Regions from separate parts of the Danio rerio genome. Here region 2 is linked to region 1. The links are chromatin contacts, called in public Hi-C maps. All regions are on one chromosome and are shown on one strand. The core of a region is the stretch at or near the end of the contact, and the rest is flanking DNA. Distances in the headings are between cores, read along the strand shown.

Region 1 (5,335 bases), core at 1,673-4,172:
CTTGATCCAGTGTGTGTGCGGATAATTATACAGCTTTGGGTTTTTCTTTAGAATATTTTCTTCCCCCTTTTTCTGCTCTTCTCATGTAGTCGGTCACAAACCGAGCAGCAAACACACATGAAAACACACACACGCACACATTCTCAGCCAGACACTAATCAATGTAACCACAGTCATACTGATTGGTTTACAGACACACGTTTAGAGAGAAGCCTCAGTATGTCTTACTAGCCAACAGTATTTAGTTTGTTTGGACAGCTAGCAGGCTTTGCTAACCACTGCTAATTAGGTCCCATAAAGCTGTAGTGGAACAAACAGTGCTTGCTAGCCAAGCTTTTAAATTAACACGCGGTCGTGTGCTGAAAGAAACATAAATTACATTTTAATTGCTTGCAGTAATTCCACGAGGAACATGTTTGCGGAGATCAGAACGATCATAATTAAAAATGCTCCGTTTCGTTTCATTTCTCATCCCTTTTTCTGTAGCGTCACAGCAGATAAATGAGAGATGATGAAATATCCGTCTCGTTAAAACCCTCTTTCTGTGTTTCCTGATGAAGTGTGAGGTGAGATTAAATTGCTTTATGAGAATTATGAAATAAACCTACTTAGCCATTTACAGGCATGATGTGTGGTTATCATCTGACAGTGAGATCTATTAAATCTTGAAAAAAGTTAGTAAAAGTTTCATTTAAAATAAATAGACTAAACTTAAAGAGTAGACCTAGGTTAGTTAAAGATGAAAATACATCTGACATGCTTAAAAAGGATAAAGAAGTACCAAAAGCAGCATAAATTAGTCTTTATAACTCATGCAGGATATTAAAAATCTTCTTTTTCACTGATAATGTTTCTTTAATTGAAGTTTGAGTCAAAAACCAAAACTAAAACAGCTCTGAGTTTCAAGTATCTACTGAATCTTTGATGCTATAATAAAAAAAATCAACAACTTATGAGTATATGATTATATTTACGGACATTTATCATGTATGGCAATTTTATTTATGGTGAATGATTAAACAAATTATAAAATAAATAGTTTGTGTTAATTGAAATTTATTTTCAAATTCAATGTTAGTGAAGTTTCTTTCAAATTGTTCAACACACTATTTGTGAATATGTACCCCCGTTTACATTTCTAAAGAGCGTAATTTATGTAGCTAACATAAATTCGGTGGCTGCATTTCGAGAGAAATTTGAGATCTTAAAAAGTGTACACAGCGGCCTCTGGTGGATTTGTGAAAACAAAACTCCAAAAAACATACCTCCTGGGACATATTTTCGCGCTCTCCAGAAATGCATACAGGGGTACATATGCATAATAAGCCTGGGTTAAAATTATTAGGTAATGTGTTACAATAGTTTGCATTAGTTAACGTTTGTTAACAAATAACAATGAACAATACATTTGTTACGCATTACTTTGTTTTGTGTTAATGTTTTGTTGAGTCTTTGTTACTGTTAACTAAAATGTTAACTATTTGGTCATGATTAAAGACAAAACAGTTCTTCAAAAATACTAAATCTTTGTTAAGGTTAACTCCACACAAGGTAATGGTTTTAATAAATACATAAGTTAAATCACACAATTTCTATTTTCTAACTTATTTTTTTTCAAGTTCTTAAACCCTTTTTTCTAGTTGCACTAAATTAATTTGTTAAGTTACCCTGACTTAATTTTTCTAGATTCCTCAGCATTTTAACTTAATTTTCTACTTGTTCCAACTAAATATTTTTCCCAATTTAAACTTTATTTTTTAGATCTTATAATAATTTTATTCTAGTTGCCCTAACTTTATTTTTCTAGTAACTCCAACTTATTTTTTGTCCTAGCTGCCCCAACTTAATTGTTCTAGTTATTATATGTAACTTAATTTTTATTTTTAAAAACACTTTGATAGATACAGTACATCGATAAATGGATGGATGGATAGAAGGATGGATGGATGGGAAATTCTACAAATTTACTACTCATTTACAAGGGATAATTGTTTCATGATGAACATCTTGTATTTCATGGCTAAAATACAACCTTAGAAATCTTGGACACTGTTTTGGAAAGCTCGTTGGATAGTGTCCTGATAATGACCTACCCTAAAAATATGAGGACATTTTGTTGACTTTAAATTACATTTTGTTTACTTTATATCAACTTTTAAACTTTAAATTAATACATAAAGCAATGCAAAATATTATTAAAACCTCTTTACAAATCATTACGGATATCTCTTTAAAAACTGCTATGGTCCTTACATTTTTGCTGACATTTGTTAAAATCTATCTTACAATAAGCTGATTTATGATGTGCTACTAAATAATAACTGAAAAAATATTTTGCATGATCTACTTCTTTGAATCATGGGCAAGTTTTTTAGGGCAAAAAAAAAAAAAAAAAAAAAGACACATGGAAGCCCAGAGGCTGGAAAATCTGATAAGCACAATGAGCATTCCAGATACTTTAAACGTCTTCATTGAGACACACTATTACAGCGCATTTGTCTATTCTGTCTGGAGTCACTCCGAGCCACATGAAGCATGCTGGAACCATTACATATCTAAATTTACAACTCTGTTCAAGTCCAAGGCCATATTTTGTAAGGTATCTATCTATAGAGCTGCCTACAGACTCCCGAATGCACTTCTAAACAACATTCAGAGTACATATACATAACCGACTGCATCCACGCCAAGCTTTTTATTGACAACATATTCTCACATAAACAAACAGCAATTCGCACCACTTTACACAGATTTCACTGTTGTCTGAACATGTGCAGGCTATGATATTTTCCCTGTGCCAATGGTATTCGTCTGTAACTAATATGGAGAGTTTTTTTTTTCTTCTCTCCTTCTGCTGGCTGGCTCGCACAGCCAGTTGTTTTCCATTTGTAGAAATGGCAATGCGGTCTTTTTCGTTTTCCCCCATTTGTCAACTTTTGAGCGCACATCTCTCATCACAGTTTGTTAATTGTTCCACATGTTACGGCTGAGCCAGCGAAAGCGCACGAATGCCTCAACCCACCGGCCTATACTGAGCCATGAATGCGGCTGCTGACTCTGTGAATTTCGGTACACAGCTGGAGGAACGCAGGCGCTGGCGTGGATCATCATGGGGATCGGCTGACTGTGGTTGACTGTGGGGAGTTTGAACATGATGGGAGGCCTCTGAGAGGTCAGGAGAGAAGGAGAAGATGCTGTCATCATGGGCATGTGCTGTTTACTCTGTTTCACAGAGACTGCATTCAACTGAGTGAGTGTGGAGAAGAAATAGTAATATATGGAAATGATGAATGGATGGATGGATGGATAGTTGGTTGGATGGATGGATGATCGGACAAACGGAGGGACGAATAGATGGACAGACAGACAGACAGACCGACCTTTTTTTACAGACTTTCTCAGTCTCTTGGTACATTTCTCAGATCAGAATTGAAATTCCCAAAACTACCTGTACAATTATCACATGATTGTGTCAGTTGTGCACACCAAAAAAAAAGAGTTTCAATTAATTTGAACAAGCTGCAAATGCTTTTGTACACCCATGCAAATGATTATCTGCATATCTTTGATGTTTTCTACATTATCAATTGCCTATGTCATGTTAATCAAAATCTATTATTTTAGTCTGAATAGTTAGTCTAGAATAGTTAGGTAATTCTCAAAATCTTTAATCGCTTGTTCACGGTCTTTACATATAAAATGGCCAAAAAATTGTCAAAATATATTGCCATAATGCATTTTTCTATACATTTTCTTTTCTTTTCGGCTGAGTGTCGTTATTAATCAGTGATCACCACTGCGGAATGAATCGTCAGCTTACCCAGCATATGTTTTGCACAGCGGATACCCTTCCAGCTGCAACCCATTACTGGAAAACACCCATGCACTCTCATTCACACACATACACCACGGACAATTTAGCCTACTCACTTCACCTATAGCACATGTCTTGTGACTTGTGGGGGAAACCAAAGTACACTGAATTGCTGTAAAGCGACAGCGCTACCCACTGCGTCATGGTGCAGCCCCTCTATATATTTCCATTATACTTTTTTCCTAATTCTGTCTACAATTAGTTTTTTATTATATATATATATAGTTGAAGCCAATTTCTGTTTATTGAGGAAAATACTTTTTTTTCCAACACAATAATCTCTAATAACTGCTTTATTTTATATTTGCCATGATGACAGTAAATATTTGACTAGAGTTTTTTCAAGACACTTCCATACCACTTAAAGTGAGATTTAAAGGCTTAACTAGGTTAATTAGGTTAACTTGGCAGGTTAGGGTAATTAGTCAAGTTATTGTATAATGATGGTTTGTTCAGTAGACTATCAAGAAAACATATAGCTTAAAGGGGCTAATATTTTTTACCTTAAAATGGTTTTTAAAAAATTTAAAACTGCTTTTATTCTAGCTGAAATAATACAAACAAGACTTTCTCAATAAGAAAAAATATTGTCAGACATACTGTGAACATTTCCTTGCTCTGTTAAACATAATTTTTGAAATATTTTAAAAAGAAAAATAAATTCAAAGGGGGGCTAATAACTCTGACTTCAACTGTATATATATATTTATATATCTAAATTGCCATAAATTTAAAATTGTTAAATTTACCACAGAACACCCCTCCAGTGTACACTGTTATATTGACAACATGACTGAGTAATTTGTCTTATCCGTACACGATGACACAATGACTTGACATTCTGATGGCACTGACTTGTTTATTGACACAAAAAATTAGTTTTGAGAGATGAACTAAAGATTTTGAGCAAGAAACTAGCTTTTGCAGGTAATCACTGGTGTTTTGCTATTTATATACGCTGTTTTGAGAAATCCACTTACTGCTTTGTGCAGTTAAATTCTGATGTAAAAAAAAAGAAAGAAAGAAGGAAAAAATATAAAAGAAAGAAGAAAGAAAGAAAAAAGATAGAAAGAATGAAAAAAGAAAAAACGAGAAAGAAAGAAAAAGAAAGAAAAAAAGAAAAAGGAAGAAAAAAGGAAGAAAGAAAAAAGAAAGAAAGATAGAAAGATAGAAAGATAGAAAGAAAGAAAGAAAGAAAGAAAGAAAGAAAAAAATAAAAGAAAGCAAGAAAAGAATAAAGGAGAGACAGAGCAATTAAATGAGAGAGGGCTCAGCTGTGAGCAGGCTCTGTTCAGATGACAGTAAATTGCAGATAATACAGAAGTGAAGTGGGCTTGACGGCTCTCAGCGACTCACACAGACTGACTGCGCTCACAGGCACAAGGACTGACGTGCATCTTCACTCGGCCTGATCATCAACCCTAACGACATACATCAGCATCTGATGCTCACGTGTGTTTA
Region 2 (5,335 bases), core at 764-3,263, 100 kb after region 1:
CATGTGTCAAGAGTATTTAGCCATTTATTTAGTTTTACATTTAGAGTGGATTTTCTTTATTATATATTTTTTATAATTTACTATTTTCCCAAGTCTATATAGTTTAAGAAAAGTCTATACTAGTGTAAGAAAATATCATCATTCAGTGCATACTTTTAGTATTTCAGTATCTTTCCTTGAAAAGACACAATGCAATAATGTTTACATGAAATAAGCCTGCTACTGAGCAGGTTTGAGCCACCAGAAATCTTGGATTAGTTTTGACGAGCAAAACAATCCTGGATCGTGAAAAATTTTCAATAACCAAATCAAGCTAATTGAGTAATGCACATACGAACAATTTTGTTTAGTATAAAGATTACAAAATAATAATTAATTATATATATATATATATATATATATATATATATATATATATATATATATATATATATATATATATATATATATATATATATATATATATATAAAATTTGGTATGAACCCAAGTTAGGACTTTGTCGCAAACCTAACACAACTAATGAGCAATTTAAGGCAGCATTGACTGTTTCATTGAAAACACAACAGGGTCTTTATGTTCCAACTGACTTCCCAGCTTTAATTTTGGACTTTGTTAGTATCTTTATTTTAAATAAGTATAAATAGTAATTAAAGCTAAAATTTGAAATGTATTGGGTGCACCTTTATTGTGCAATACACTATTTAGTAAAGGGGGGTGATTTCTTATTTGACACAAATAAGAAGAGGCATAACAGTAACTTAGAAAGATGGCTACATTATTATTTCATTTTAAGAAAACTGTTATTAAATATGATGCAGCACGGTGGCACAGTGATTAGCACTGTAGCCTAACAGCAAGAAGGTCTCTAGTTTGAGTCCCGGCTGGGCCAGTTGGCATTTCTGTGTGGAGTTTGCATGTTCTCCCCATGTTCCTCTGTGTTTCCTCCAGGTGCTCCTGTTTCCTCCACAGTCCAAAGACGTGCAGTAACGTGCAGTTAAGGTGAATTAGATGGATTTAGGATGGACTAAATTGGCCATAGTGTGTGTTTGTGAATGTGAGAGTACTGGGATGTGGCTGGAATGACATCTGCTGTGTAAAACATATGCTGGAATAGTTGGCGGTTCATTCCGCTGTGGCAACCCCTAATAAATAAAGGACTAAGCTGAAGAAAAAGAAATAATGATGTTATCTGTTATGCTTTAAAGGAATGGGCAGGAACTTAATGGCTTATTGCAGTTTTCTGATAGAAGGAGACTCCATGCAAAACCATGGCTATGATAGCTTTGAACAGGAGGTACATTGTGATCCATTAAACAAATAAACAAAAAAAATGTGGGTTGATGGCTTTGATGAAAGCTTTGATTAAAACACTTTAGTTCCCCCCCCCCCCATATTACATATGCTCTGCCATCGAGTATTTAATTGAAAGGTTATTGAATGTTATCATTGTTTCATGTTCCACTGCCACGACTATATCTACATTTCCAATGCAACTTCACCTTGATGCCCGTATTGATGCACAGTAAAAAGACACTGCTTGATTCTGCTTTTTTTCCATACACAATCCTTCCTATAGTACCAATAGCATCGTATGACTCTACCAAAGCCAGGCTTCGACGGGCCCAGCTGCAGTTTGAAGTCCTCTCTCTCTTGGACAAGCCTAGGAGAGAAGCACCTCTGCGCAATCCCATAATCCACTGTCCACGCTCTGTCAAATGCAAACCTGCCTGCGCCTCCCCAGCAGTGAATTATTCATCTGTGCCATGGGGTGAGGAGTCAAATAAGCCCATTTTGTCAGCAGTGGGCAGTGGAGTTGATGAGAGCTGAAGCAGGGGCTGCTGGGGAAGGGGTGACCATCTCTGCCTGAGCTGTCGCTTCTGCTACCTCAACCAACAGAGAGAGAGAGAGAGAGAGAGAGAGAGAGAGAGAGAGGAATGTAATGAGAGCAGGTCTCATGCATTATTCAGCAGTAGGACGACTCACAAAGAAATATAGAAACACTGGGCAGATTTTTGACAAGGCAGGGTTGCAATCATGCACACCGCACTCCCAGAGGAAATGTGATAACTCTGGTCAGGAGCAGAAGAGAGAGAGAGACAGAAAGAAGCAAATGTGGGCATGTGAATACTGGCCTCCATGAGGAAAAAAAAAATGAAGGCTTTTCAAATGAAGTGGAATTTACCTAAGCGTCATGCAAAGCTTAGTGGCATCAGACTCGCTGTTTACACCTGTTAATGTTGCTTAGCAGGCATTTACTTTGAAGTATCCTGTAGTGGGAGAAATCCTGCGTTCAGAGTGTTTTTAACAGGTATAAAAACATAATATGTCAGGCGGGATGTGTATTACCTGCCAAATTTACATATGTTAAGTGCAGCAAATGTAGGGTGATACATCTGCCTACAGTAAAGCGGATTAAAGGCTGAAGTGTTTGGCACCATAAACGCTTGCCTAAATGTAATTTGCTGAAAACTTAATGCGTTCATTGTAAAGGTTGACTGTCAGGGAGAGGAAAAGAAAACTGACACATTAAAAAAAAAAAATGTTGGAGGAAACCAGGAATCAAGTGAAAGGAATGAGATAATAAGCACAAGTCTGGCTGTTTTATAAATAGAACAAAGCAGGTGAAGTTTAGACACTTTAAATGATTACCGGCGTAATCACATCGGGAGTTCTGTTGCTCTCCTTTTGCAAAACCGATATCCATTTCACAAAGTATTTAAATGATTAACCACAGACATCAACGGGGATCATAAAAATCCCATTGAATTATACAGTACATTTACATTGACAATTTAAAACATTTATCAGACCCTACAAACTAGTGCAGGATCTACTTCAAGACGGTAACTTGAGAAGCTACTTATAATTTCAAGCAGTTCAACTGCAGTCAGCTATTAGCAAGGCTACATGCTGTTAATGAAGTATGTTTAAAAATTATTTTATATGCTATAAATACACTGAATAATGAGAATCTCAGGGGTGTTTAATGTGTCTACTCCAAACCACATCCAGAAAATTAAAAGACTACTGAGCGGCACAAGAAAGTTTTGGGCTTCAGGTAATTGTTTGTACAAAAAAGTCAGAATATTGCCAATTTGTACGTTACAGGTGTTTCTAATAAAGTGGCCGGTGAGTGTAAATACACTGTATTACACATGCCAGGCACATAAACACTTTATAAAAAAACACAACATGTACATTTTGCGAAAAAACTGTGTCGCATGTCTGTGGAAATATAGGTACAGTATATGCAGTTTGCAGTTGTTGCATACACATACTGAACACATAAAGCACATCAACATGACATCACGGTTTTTACAAAATAATGTGTTTGTTTGTTTTTTTTTAACATAAATGCAATAATGATAGCTTTTTTTTAAACATGCACTTTTAAATTGCTTTCAAAATGGTGCTTTTTTACCTTTAAAATACATAAAATGTTTCCCAATTTGAATTGAAAACTTGAGTTGAAACACAGAAACGAATCAAATGCTTGTCAGTATATGATATTTGTGTAAAGGGTGTAAAAAATGTCAAAATATGACAAAAAAAAAGCCTTTTTTTTCTAGAAAATTGCATGTTTTCCACTGAAAAATACAAATAAGTTGAAGCATCACTACTGCTAGTTGCCATCTCCATAACCCTTTAAAAAAGAGGTGTAAGAAGTGTACTAGATTGCTTGGGTTTATGAGTCTTGTTCTGATTGGCTTAGACTTTTCACACAAGAGGTTTCACAGCACAAGAGGGGAGCAACATGCTTTGACAAAAATGAGAACACTTGAAATTCATAGTCCCTGTGATATCCTCTCATGACTATGAATGCGATTTAAGCACAGTCGTAATGAAAATGTCAGCATTTTGCTCGCCTTTTCACCCTCCACAACTGACAAATAATACAAACATATCACCTGTTTCTCTAATGCAAAAAATCCCAACTCGATGCATCAAAGTGTCATTAGGATTTTCATATTGCTTGAATTATTTTAAGAACAGAACCGTTCAGCCTGTACAAGGCTGTAGCCTCACATACTGACAAAGCCAATGCTCACAAACCTTAACCAAAATATAAAAGATGAAAAAAGTTTTTTCATTCTTTACACTTCTGTCTTGCTATCAATCCTCACTTCTGGATTGCACTGACTGAATGGAATTCTCTCTCTCTCTCTCTCTCTCTCTCTCTCTCTCTCAGGCAGTGATATATGGCTGTAGGCAAAGGCTGAGATGAAGTGGAGAAAAGTAAATACTAATGCAATTATTCCAGCCAAAGTGTCTTATTGATATATAGGCTGCTCTAATCCTCTTTATATCAGTGCTTTCTATATTACAGAAACAGCGTGAATGTAGTAATAAACATAGGGGAGCACTCTTAAATATCTCTGCTGCTTCATTTATTTGCTATTATAGTGAAGAAACTCAGTGAGCAAGTTACATTTAATTATGTTTTAAATTTATACTTCAGCCCACCAATAAAATGCAACTGCTTGGGCCAAAAAACACAATAGTTCAATACACACACATTTGTTTTAAAAATCTTTTTCCTCTGATGTTTGCAAAAGAGGTACTTTGGTTGTAGTTAGACTAATGGTAATTTCACAATAATATTCAGTGGGTGACACTTCAAAATGACCATTACTGCTATGTATGGTGCCCCCATAATACTAAAGGAATAAGAACATATTTTTAAGTGTAATAGCAGTTTGCAACTGTGCTGCCAAAGGGCACAAAGAGATATTAAAGCAATGTAGAATGCAGTATTTAGTTAAAATGAATTTAAGCAAATTCCTAAATCGTACCATATCTTTTCAAAAGATTCAAAGCAATATATAGTGTAAAGCAGGTGCAGCCTTTGTACAGTACTATATTGTCATACTTTAACAACATTAAAACTTAACATAAGTATACACTTCAAAACTCAGCTGCCTAGTTTCAAAACTTCAGGGTTGTTTTTGTAGATCTAAAGCAGACTTTTGAAAATGATTTGTCTGCGCTTGATTATTTTGAATTATTGCTATTCTCATCTAAGTTGATTGAAATATTTCATTTACTATTAAAAATTCTATATTGTCAAATCCAAAGAAAGTAGTTTCACTATTAAATGTCAATCCTCTATGCATATCACATTGTAGCCTGCAGTGAAATAAAATAGACAGACTTTTAAAATGGTTACATTGCGCTTGCTGAGTTACTAACCAAGCCTTTTTCCGTTATAAAAATATGTATTCGTTCAGAATAAGAGACATTTAATTAATTTATTAAACAGGTCTTGTCTTGTCCAGTGTTATTTTAACAAATGCCTTTACAATCTGTTTTTTTATTATTATTTTTTTTATATAT

What was found. Hi-C and Micro-C count contacts between places; a contact is called where the count stands out from the background.
Region 2: a contact with region 1 is called in a Hi-C map of an unstated tissue, with 4 times the contacts expected there. The contact joins two enhancer-like sites.

What each region holds. Positions count from the first base shown.
Region 1 is chr24:26,702,854-26,708,188 of GRCz12tu, forward strand. No RefSeq gene overlaps it. Among named protein-coding and RNA genes, the nearest start is that of si:dkey-7n6.2, 30 kb to the left of the region's middle. Within about 2 kb of position 2,923, at least 3 of the 62 cell types and tissues checked have an H3K27ac peak or open chromatin away from gene starts, as enhancers often do.
Region 2 is chr24:26,808,533-26,813,867 of GRCz12tu, forward strand. No RefSeq gene overlaps it. Among named protein-coding and RNA genes, the nearest start is that of si:dkey-7n6.2, 140 kb to the left of the region's middle. Within about 2 kb of position 2,014, at least 6 of the 62 cell types and tissues checked have an H3K27ac peak or open chromatin away from gene starts, as enhancers often do.